Linked DNA regions of Mus musculus: region 2 is linked to region 1. A link is a contact called in public Hi-C data. All regions are on one chromosome and are shown on one strand. Each heading gives the region's core, a stretch centred on a gene start, on an enhancer-like site or on the middle of the called end of the contact. The rest is flanking DNA. Distances are from core to core; before and after follow the strand shown.

The links. A called contact is a pair of places that touch in the nucleus more often than the background predicts.
Region 2: a Hi-C map of rod photoreceptor shows a contact between it and region 1, with 2.1 times the contacts expected there. The contact joins two enhancer-like sites. A contact is called at or near these places in 1 of 39 promoter capture datasets (hippocampal neurons), 6 of 484 Hi-C or Micro-C datasets (bone marrow-derived macrophages, cerebral cortex, differentiating embryonic stem cells and 2 more), 5 of 115 datasets of contacts at active chromatin or transcription factors (embryonic hindbrain, embryonic stem cells, microglia and 1 more) and 3 of 9 other capture datasets (adipose tissue, liver and pancreatic islet).

Annotation. Positions count from the first base shown.
Region 1 is chr12:117,589,327-117,594,617 of GRCm38.p6, forward strand. The region is part of intron 5 of Rapgef5 (Rap guanine nucleotide exchange factor (GEF) 5); the gene reads left to right. Among named protein-coding and RNA genes, the nearest start is that of Rapgef5, 58 kb to the left of the region's middle. Within about 2 kb of position 3,090, at least 16 of the 459 cell types and tissues checked have an H3K27ac peak or open chromatin away from gene starts, as enhancers often do. A contact at or near this core is called in differentiating embryonic stem cells and rod photoreceptor, where this site is marked.
Region 2 is chr12:117,685,164-117,690,657 of GRCm38.p6, forward strand. Rapgef5 (Rap guanine nucleotide exchange factor (GEF) 5) reads left to right here. Exons shown (of 26, transcript NM_001373989.1): 10 at 3,401-3,519; 11 at 3,985-4,073. Among named protein-coding and RNA genes, the nearest start is that of Rapgef5, 150 kb to the left of the region's middle. Within about 2 kb of position 3,693, at least 135 of the 459 cell types and tissues checked have an H3K27ac peak or open chromatin away from gene starts, as enhancers often do. A contact at or near this core is called in differentiating embryonic stem cells and rod photoreceptor, where this site is marked.

The DNA of each region.
Region 1 (5,291 bases), core at 1,840-4,339:
CCCTTTGTACTTATGACTTATCCTAATTAGATTTTCAGAACATTTGGAGAGGAAAAAATACTGTCTGGGTAAACAAATACTTTTTGAGTAGTAAATTTTTTTCATGATTGAACTGGCATGTTTTGCACTTGGGTCATAGGTGAAGAAAGTTTCCATTTATCTCTTTAGACTGTTATCAGATCAGACTGGCCTTGGTCTTTGCCATTTCTCATTACTCTGGCAGCCATGTGTGGACGTTATTACGTATTTTCCTCAATTACATTTCCAATGCTATCCCAAAAGTCCCCCACACCCTCCCCCCCCCCCACTCCCCTACCCACCCATTCCCATTTTTTGGCCCTGGCGTTCCCCTGTACTGGGGCATATAAAGTTTGCCTGTCCAATGGGCATCTCTTTCCAGTGATGGCCGACTAGGCCATCTTTTGATAAATATGCAGCTAGAGTCGAACTTACAGGCGGTGGCCAGCGGTAGCCAGCGCCATCTTGTAATGGGTATGTGGCTTCCCACAGCCATGGAGTTGGGGAGTCCCCCAAAATCTCCATTGTCTTAGACAAGACTTATCCAGGTATAGGAACAGATTGCTCATCATTACCAGGCCACATCCACATTTGAAAGCAGTACAGGAATTGCAGGAAAATTTGATCCTTTGTGGCTGCTGTACCAGTATTTGAAGTAGTGGTAGGCATCTGCAAAATAAACTGTGAAAAAGATGTCCAAGGACACCAGATTTGAGTCAGCTTTCGATTGGTATCATCACTGTGTACTAGGGCCCAGGAAGCCCATGACAGCCACAGTTTATTGCTACTCAGAAATTTTCTTCTGTCAGCATAACTAGCTGGCTGACGATGGAAAAATAGTCTCTGAAGAAGTCAGCTTGTATTCATTATATTAAAAAAGAATCTCTTTTCTGTCTTAATTTCTTTTCCCATCGGTATTTGCTTTGTAAAATGAGCAGTTCTTACCACCACATCAGTGTTCTGTGTGTGGGACAGGAAGATTGAGACTTCATTGTTAGAGGAGCAAGTTGTGAGGATCTGTGGGGTGTTGTGTGTGTGTGCGCGCCGGTATATGTGTGTATGCATATGTGTGTATGTGTGTACATGTGTGTATGTCATGTGTTTGTGTTTATATGTGTGTGTGCATGTGTGTGTATGTATGTGAATTTGTGTTGTGTGTGCATTTATGTGTATGCATGTATATATGTATGTATGTATATTTGTGTTATGTGTGTGTGTGTGTATTTACGTGTGTGTGTGCATGTGAGTGGTGATGCTAATAACCACAGACTTTGTACAGATCAAACAGTGATGCCGTCTCCCTCGAATAGATTCAACCTTTATTAGTTATATGGTTCTGCACGAAAGATGGTTTTCGCTTTATCTGTGTGAGATAGGAAGCAATGTAAGGATTTTTGAGCACAGAAAAGCTTTTCTAGTTTGCTTTCTGTTGTGATAAAACGCTCTGACCCCAAGCAACTTGGAAGGAAGAGGCTTGGCTTATACTTCCAGGTCACAGTCCATCACTGAGGGAAGGCATGGCAGGAAATCAAGCAGGGACTAAAGCAGAAGCCGTGGAAGGACCCTGTGTACTAGCTTCCTCTTCAGCTCATGTTGACAGCTTTCTTATTCATTAGTCCAGTCTAGTGATGATGCAGCTGGATCCTCCCACATCAATCATCGATCCAGACAGTGTCTCAAAGGCACAGCCACTGGTCAGTCTGACCTGTGAATTGAGGTTCCCTCTTCTCATGTGACTCTAGGCATTGAGGACGAAGGCCATGCTCTAACTTACATGTTCTCAAGGCCACCCTGGCTTCATGGCCAGGATTACAGCAGTAATGATCAACATCGTGAGAGGTGAGAAGAATGCCTCGAAGGAAGAGACAGTGGCAGTACAGGATGGATATAGCATGTATATCTAGTGTACCTCAGTGTTGAAGGGACCGGAGGGTCAAGGATGATGTCTAACCAGAGACATAATGCTGCCATCAATTAAGATAGGGAACACTGTGGGAAGAGAGTATTGGGGTGTGATGTGTCTGTGTACATGTGTGTGTGTGTACACACATGTGTGTGTATGTGAGTGTGCAAGCATATGTGGGACAGGAAGATCGAGACTTCAGTGTTAGAGGAGCAAGTTGTGAGGATCTGTGGGGTGTCATGTGTGTGTGTGCAAGTATGTGTGTGTGTGCATGTGTGTATGTGTGTATATGTGTATGTATGTATATTTGTGTTGTGTGTGTCTGTGTATTTGTATATATGTGTGTGCATGTGTATTTGTATGTGTGTGCATGTGTATATTTGTGTGTATGAGTGTGTGTATGTGTGCATGTGTCTTGTATGTGTATGTCATGTGTGTTTGTGTGTGTATGTATGTCTGTGTGTGCACATGTGTATGTGCACGTGTGTGTGCATGTATGTATGCGTGTGTGTGGGTTGTGAACATGGGTATAATGTTTTCTGGTTACAAGGTCAAGGGACAAGGAACACAGACTTTGCCATCCTTGCATCCACATGGTAGAACTCTAAGGTATTATTAGATTTCACAGGCTTTTAAAAAGCCTCTGCCTCTGGAGCTCAGTGCATTCACTCCCTTGGAGAACTACTAGCTCTGCTTCTGTTGGAAAGCAGAGTCCTTGGGAAGCATCCCTGTAATTCCTAAAGGAAACACCTGCTGGACCAGCGCTTCCTGCAGCCACCAATACTCAGCCAGAGCTCCCTCTTCATAGGACCACTTCCCTGTCCTTTAAGGTGCCTTCCACCCAGGGTCTCTTTGTTTCCCTGCACTAATGACTTGCCAAGCCAGAATCACAGCTTCTCTCCCTTCTTGCTTTCTCCCTCTCTTGTTCCAGTGATAGTGGGGAATCTGCAGATGGCGCACTTGCTGCCTTCCTGCCTTATCTGCTTTTTTTCCTACTTAATCTGATGGTGAAAACTTGGTCTTTCCTGAGTTGCTTCGTTCTTTGCATATGTAAAATAAGAATTTGTCTACATTTGCCATATTAAGCAAACATTATCATTCTGGCATTTTATTAAAGAGCTGGGCAGGGTGTTAAGTTCCAAGTGGCCACAGTGGGGTGTTGGGAGCAGAGTAAGGGACCAGTTGCTGCTTTCCTGGTTTTTCCAGCTCCCCCACTGTTTGCCTGTTTGCCTTGAGCTCCCTGAGATGTACGAAATTTCTGGTGCAGGGAGTTGGGGACCCCCTTAGCAGGGAAGGAAGGTTATTTTTAAACTTAACTGTTCTCAGTAGGCAGTGAGGGTACTCTGGGTGGCATCTAGGAATCTGGATTTTAGAAAGGAAATCTTGGTGTCTGTAGGAGACAGAACAGGACAAGAGAGACCAGAGTCAATCAAATGGGTTAACTGAGGCTATGGATATGTATTCCAGTGCAGTTGAGGGCCTGAACCGAAGGAAGCAGAACCAGGGGTAGAAGCATGAAAGGGTGATTGATGGCTGGATCGCTGCAGTGGGTGCGGGAAGGATGGATGGTCACAGGGTGCTCTGGACCATAAAGAGAAGGGAGCAGGAACAGGACAGCAAGGTGTTAATTTAATTACATATGATTCCTGTGGGGGGTGGGGGTGGGGTGAGGAGGCACTGAGAAGACAGGTGGAAAAACAAGGCATGCTGGTCAGGATTTAGAAACTAGAGAGAGGCCTTCTAGATGTTAATCTGTAAAAGCCATGGTGACTGAGGAGGTAAAGTAGGCTGCAGGTTACAGCCAACCCCAGCGAGAGTATCACACTGCCTCTCCTGAATTATCTTCAGAAATGTTTTTGCCAGGGCGTGTTTTGTGCTGGGAGTATGATAGAAGATAGTTCTGCCTCTGAGCAAGGTTGCAATTATTTTTCAGTAAGGCAACAATAGCTCAGTGGCTGCTCATGAGATAACCAGCAGCAGTGGTAGAGACATGAGCAAACCTTGGGATCATAACTCCTCGCTGTCTCGAAAAACCAACCAACCAACTAACTAACCAACCAACCAACCAACCAAAAAAAACAAAAACAAAAACAAAAACAAAACAAAACAAAACAAAAAACAACAACAACAAAAAAAACCCCATAAACCAAAAACCAAAAACCAAAAAAACCCCATAGCTCCTCCCTGTGGCCTTTTGAAAACAGATTCACAGCTGAGACTGTGTTACTGCAAACTGCTTCATGGCTGCTAACTAAACTTTCAGGTGCTGTTTGTGATAGATTACTTAAGGCAGCTATAGAGACACAGAAGGTAGAACGGAAGAGCCGTGTGCTGTGACCTTATGCGGGACCATGTTTCTTCATCATGAGGGGCAAGTTCTGTTAGTCATTTGTACAGAAGGTGGAATATGGCTTCTTATAGAGGCAGAAGTGGCTTCCACACTGTGGTCCCTCCTTTCTGGAACTTCAAGGGAAGCTGGGACCTGTAGTCTTTTATAATCAGGAAACTATTGGTTTGAGTCTGAGAAACCTAGAAAGGCACAGGCAGTCAGTGTTTTGCTGCAGAGATGGGTAGATGCAGACACATAAGTTCAGTGTTATGCTCTGTGGTGTACTTGGTTCTTAATTTCCTTTCAGATCTGTTCAATTTACTGAGCCAAATTATATAAGCCAATTCAATGGTTTGAGTTATGTAGGGTTTTAAATCTCTTCTCAGTATAGCCTCCTATTTAATAATAAGGATTGTTTTTAGAAATACTCATTGTATGGGTATCTTTTAAAAAGACATGTGAAGATGAAATGCTCAGTTTCTTCTGCAGATATTTAGTTAGGTAGTGGTTCAAAACTTTAGCTGCAACACCAGCAATTAAGGTGGGTGACAAGCTTAGCCGAGCTCCATAGCTGCTTCTCGCTGTTCTTATAAAGGCATTGGCTTGTATTCCTTCCTCGGATTTGAAGGTTGTGACTTTCTTTCTGAAAAGTAGTTGAATAACACTTATAGAATCAAGTAACCAATGGCCAAACTGATCAACTAGCTCATCTCTTCTTACAAAACTGGAGGCCCGTTCTGTGGAGAGCTGGGAGACAGCCTCCTGCCTTTAGGGGAGTGCTCCAGCTGGCTCACCTCAGCTACATGAGATGGGAATCAATCACTGATTGAAATGAAAGTAGCATTTCTGATACTTTGCTTTCCAGATCAATTACCAAGAATCTCTCATCTACAGGCTGTGCTGAAAGGGATTGCTTATGGAAATAGATTTAGTGCGTAATTTTATATACTCATTTAGCATTCATTCATTGGTTTTTTGGCCAAACCAGAAAAAAATGATGAATAAGATTTTATAAGTATAAAATTTATTATTGTATACATT
Region 2 (5,494 bases), core at 2,443-4,942, 96 kb after region 1:
CCCCCTCCTCCCTTCCTTCCTCCTTTCTTCCCTCCCCCTCCCTTCCTCCTTCTTCCCTCCCTCCCTCTCTCTTCCTTCCCTCCCTCCCTCCCTCCCTCCCTCCCTCCCTCCCTCCCTCCCTCCCTTCCTTCCTCTTCTGCCTCCTCCCTCATCTGTGAATTAAATGTAAAGTTTCAGAGCTTTCTTTACCACTAAGCTATATCCCAGGCCCCCTTTCCAAGCTTCAGTCAGTGTTTTGGTCCTTGCCTCAGGTTGGCTTGAACATGTGATCCTCCTGCCTTAGCTTCCAGAGCACCTGGGCTATGGCTCCTCCTTCTTACCTCTTGCCCCAAAGTGATGCCAGCAGATCTTTTCTTAGGCTTGTCAGTTTGAACATCAATGGGGCAGGCTCTTCCCTGGACCTCCTGATGCTGTTCCCTGCTCCTCCTTCCAGCTCCTCCTGGCTCACCAAGTCCTCATCTCCTTGTAACTTCCCAGAGACTGTTGCTATCAGCCTTCATCTCTTACTGTGTTGTTCCCATTAAATCTCATTTCCTAGTTTCCACACTTGTCTTTCTCCCTTAACTTTATCAACTGCCAAGATCTGAATTATTAACAAACTTGTCTCTATCCTTGGCCTTTGTGCAAAAAACTGTGTTTTCCTTCTAACTGCCTGGTAAATATCTACAGTATTCCATCCTGTCAATACTCAAACATCAGCTGTCATTCTCAGTCTCTTAGGCCACTTATCTTTGACCACCAAACCCCGTGGCTTCCACTTGCCTTGGTCCCCTGCCCTTAGCATCACCTGAGGATGTGACCAAGCTGTGCTTCTGATTTCCTGGTACCAGATAACTTAGTTCAGAGCAGAGTTTGTCTTCTTTGCTTGCTACTTACTGTCCAGCAGGGTGTCCTACCCAAAGGAGGCCCTCTTTGTTTGCTGCATAACAACTGTCAATTACAAGTTTTAATGCTTCTGTTTCAAGGATGATCTGTCATTGAACATATTTTCCACCATTAGTCCTAATTCTTATTTTTACCCTAGCAATTTCTGAAATAAAGATTTAATGCCCCAGCTCGATGGTGCTGTTTCCTCTTTTTCGGGAAAAGGAACTGGGGACAGATGCCGAGATTCGGGTGCATCGATTTAGTCCTCCTTCATAGACGGTTATAACACAAGGGAGTCTTCTGTTTTCACAGCAGGTTTCAATAATTTACATTTTCCCTTGCTCATTGATTTTTCTGCTTCTCCTCTCCCTTATTTTTAACAGGTTCCAAATGGAACCTATTACAGTGGCATAAGATGCTATTGATAGTATATCAATCCGACTCAGCTATTCTCCTGCCCAGTAAAGTATGACTGCTGTGTGCACAGCCATGTCATACATATCACTTACACAGACATTAGCAAAGTCCTGCCCATCCATATGTATGTGTGCAGCCTGCAGAAGTTAATAATGCCATATATCACATGCACATAGGATGTAAAATGTACTTCAGAATGACAGTGGCTCATATAAGATGAATATTGGCTTACGATTAGAGGGAGCTGGGGAAAGACTTTGCCTTCTCACATCTGTTCTTTCAAATAATAGAATTATTTGTCTGATTCCACGTGTCTCGTACCAGCTTTCTTCTCCCCCCCCCCCCACCTTTGCACCATGTATGCCCCTCTCTCCAGCCACTTTAGTTCACTTCAGCCACATGGATAACAAAAGAACTGCTTTGGAGAAATGAAAAGATAGCAATTACACATTGGTATTCATGTTACAGGAGTCACACTGGCCTCCTTGGGGAGTTGAACAATGAATATCCAGCATTAATTGCCACAGACACCATGTGTCTGACCTTGCTGAAACATAATACATCAGTTCTACATAGCAAAATTATTTGTCCATACGAGATCTTAAAAGAATGAACATACAATTATACTGCTGTTTTCCAGGATCACCAATATTGTTTGCCTTTTTTAAAAGAAAAATCCAGGAAGATTTACATTTTCTTAGAAATTAGGGGTTGAGGACACAGTCTCATTTTTCTGTGGGTGATTTGCTGATATTGGTACCTTTCTAGTCTTTTAAAAAGAGAATAAATACACTGATCAGTGATGGGCCTATAGAAGCAATTACACAGCACAGCACACGATAAGGCTCCTTTTATCCACACAGGAAAGAGAGCAGGGTATCCTTCTCTGTGTCTGCACCTAGTTATAGGTAGGATCTTGTCAGCAGAACGGTGCTAGCTAGCACAGAGCTCCTTTGCAAAGAGTTGACATCTTTCAGAGGAAGCTGTCAACTTTTCTTACTCTAACCTTGGGTTTTGTTTTGTTTTTTTCCCAAGTCATCAGCAACATAGAAGATAGCCTTTCTTATTTGCCTTTTAATGTTCTTTTACTGACTCTGGCTGTCTTCCTATGACTGGGTGCTACACATTGGGAGAGTTTTATAGCAAATGCTGTGAAAGTTTGTACCCATGGCTTAGACTTGGGTCTGTACTGCTGGGTCAGCAGGGACTGTCCCCTGACTGAGCCAGGTCAGACAGACACATTGGCTCTGCTCTATGGAAGCTGTGTGTGCAGAAATGAATGATAGTTAAGCTCCTAGACTCTTTTAAAAGGGACAGAGATGAAGAAAGTCAGTGCAGTGGCCCATGACGTCAGAACTTCAGCTGGGATGAGATTCTAACTAGAGATCCATTTTTGCTTGTATTCTGGTAAAACAAGTACCTGATGAATTTGAAAGTCCAGATGAAGTGCAGGCATGGGGGGTGGGGGCGGACAACACAATTGGAAGGAGGTGGAGGAGGCTTGACCTGAATGATCCAGTGGATAGCCCTTTGCCCCTGGTTTAAAGCAAGTCTTTACTCCTTATCTTAGTATTTAATAGTAGGTATGCTGTAGTTTTCAATCCAGGTAAGGACAGTAGTACAAATGCAGCTAGTATGCTGTACATTTTGAAACTTTAAACGTTCTATTCTCTAAATCCAATTACTCCTGGAGGTAGGTTTAAAAATAGAATCTTCAAATCCGCCGGACATGGGCCTTTAATCCCAGCACTTGGGAGGCAGAGGCAGGCGGATTTCTGAGTTCGAGGCCAGTCTGGTCTACAGAGTGAGTTCCAAAACCCTGTCTTGAAAACAAACAAACAAAAAAAGCAAAAAGCAAAAAAAAAAAAAAAAAAAAAAACCTTCAAATCCTAATTCCTGCTCCCCCACTCACAGGTTGCTTTAGCATCCTATGTCTTTAAGGCTTTGTGTGTGTGTTTCCAGAGACCTTGAGCCTAGATTCTGTACTATTAGATGCCTGACCACACTCCTAATTTATTCCAGGTCTTTAAAGAAATGAGGTGAGGCTAGTTGGCTTCTTTTTAATTTTCTCTTCCCCTTTTCTTCTCTCATCCATCACTCTGATCTACAATTAAAGCAAGATGATGAAGTGACGATGGTTCAGGTTAAAGAGCAAGGCCAGAGTGTGCTGGTGCTGAAGAAAGTAGCAAGCTGTGGCCCAGCCCCCACCTCAGGGAGTGCGGAGAACGACGCGAGGTGAGAGTCCCCGCAGCCCAAGCACGCTCGCTCAGGTTTCCTTCCCTGGCTGCTTCCCTTCCCAGCTCCCTCTCACTCACTCGCTCGCTCTGCCGCCTGCCCTACCCTCCCTCCTCCTCCCTCTTTTCTCTCCGCCTCTCCGGCGGCGTTCTAGCTGACTGCAGAGCTCTTAGCAGCCAGATGGACTCAGTTCCCAGTGAAAGGACAAGGATGGCAAGATCTTATAGCCTTTAGGGGATGCCTTTGTTAGGCACTGTTCACAATGGGCAGCTCCCGCTTGCGGGTCTTTGACCCCCCTCTAGAGAGGAAAGATTCCGCGGCGCTCTCAGAGCGCCAGCTGCCCTTGCCTACCTTCGATGTGCCTTATTTCAAATACATCGACGAAGAAGATGAGGACGATGAATGGAGCAGCCGCTCACAGTCTTCCACGGAGGATGACTCGGTGGACTCTCTGCTCTCTGACAGATATGTGGTGGTGTCTGGTACCCCGGAGAAGATCTTGGAGCACCTTTTGAATGACTTGCACCTGGCAGAGGTTCAGCACAAAGAAACAGGTAAGCCGGGGTGTGGGAGGTTGGGGGCTGGGAAGGGGGTCTCCTGCCTCCAAAGCAGAAGCAGCTGATGCCCTGTCAGTATCCCCAGGAGCTAAGCTCCCACTGTTTTGGAAATCAGGATGGGCTGGGAAAGCATATGCTTTGTGTGGCTCCCCTTATGCTTGTGCTGCTTGTTTCAATCCAGTAAATGGACACATGTAGTTCTTGAACAGCTGCCTGGGAAGTCGCTGAAGAAGGAAAATGAGGTGAGGGTAGATGTGTGTACTTGGTAATTTTCGTCAAATCTCGCCTTAAAGCCACTTGGCAAGAAGCCAGTATTCAATAGCTCCTGTGCTATGAAAAGCAGCTCAAGGGGAGGGGGCCATGAAGGGGCTTTCACCTGGTCTGTAGGAAATGCTGGTTGAGTCCTGAGAGTGGCTTCCCTGCCCAAATGCAAACAATTTGCAAACCCTCATTGGCAACAGCAACTTCTGCCCCTTTCCTAGTGCTTATAAACTGCTTGCCCAGCATAAGGATTGGAGCACCTCATATGATACAGCTTCTCTGACCAGAGATCAAAGCCTTGTTGTCCAGATGTCTCACCATCTGACTTTCAGCTTCCTGCACTTTTGGAAACACTGTTACTCTCTGTACCATTGACTTACTGGTCATTTCTTTTCTCATAGAGTGCTTGCTTCTAGTAACCAGCATTTGCCATCTGTTTCAGCCTAGAGCAGTTATCCCCGTGTGAACAGACTTCAGAAAGTAGCCTGAAGTTTGCCACTTGGTGACTGCCATATACTTTTTGAGTCTGCACACAGCACCTGTGACCCCCACATTGTGCAGTGTTGCTTGCATCCAGCAAAGGCAGCTGTAGGTTGCATTAGTGCAAGGCAACTGCTTGGATTTTACCACACAGGGGAGACTGAAATGCCAGCTCAGGACTAAGTTTCCCCTGACTCTGAGTGATGTTTGGCTCTGTACTGCTTTACAGAGGACAGTAAAGGAAGCAATGATGTATGAAATATGTGAATAGGTTAAAAAGAGAAAAAAGCCTCATGATCCAACCATGAGTCTTATAATATCGTTGTTTAGTTTAAAAGTCCAAATACTTTATCTTGCATACAATTGGGAAAGAATCAGTCATCGCTTACACACACAAAGTAAGCTATTCTCAGTAAAATAAAAGTATCATTGTGGCATCCACTTGGTTATTTTGTATATCTGCAAATTCACACTTTGTGCCTTTGAGCAATGCTCCAATGTTCTGCCTACAGATGGAATCATAAGATGGGTTCCCCATAGGTTGTTGGGAGTATAATTTCCATGACATAAAAAGAGCAGGACTCCTTAGGCATAGGGGAGTGGTGGAGGGGTGGAACGATTTGTTTTTTAACATCCTAAGCAAAGAAATTATTTAATAGTAAGTTGTTTGCTTTTCT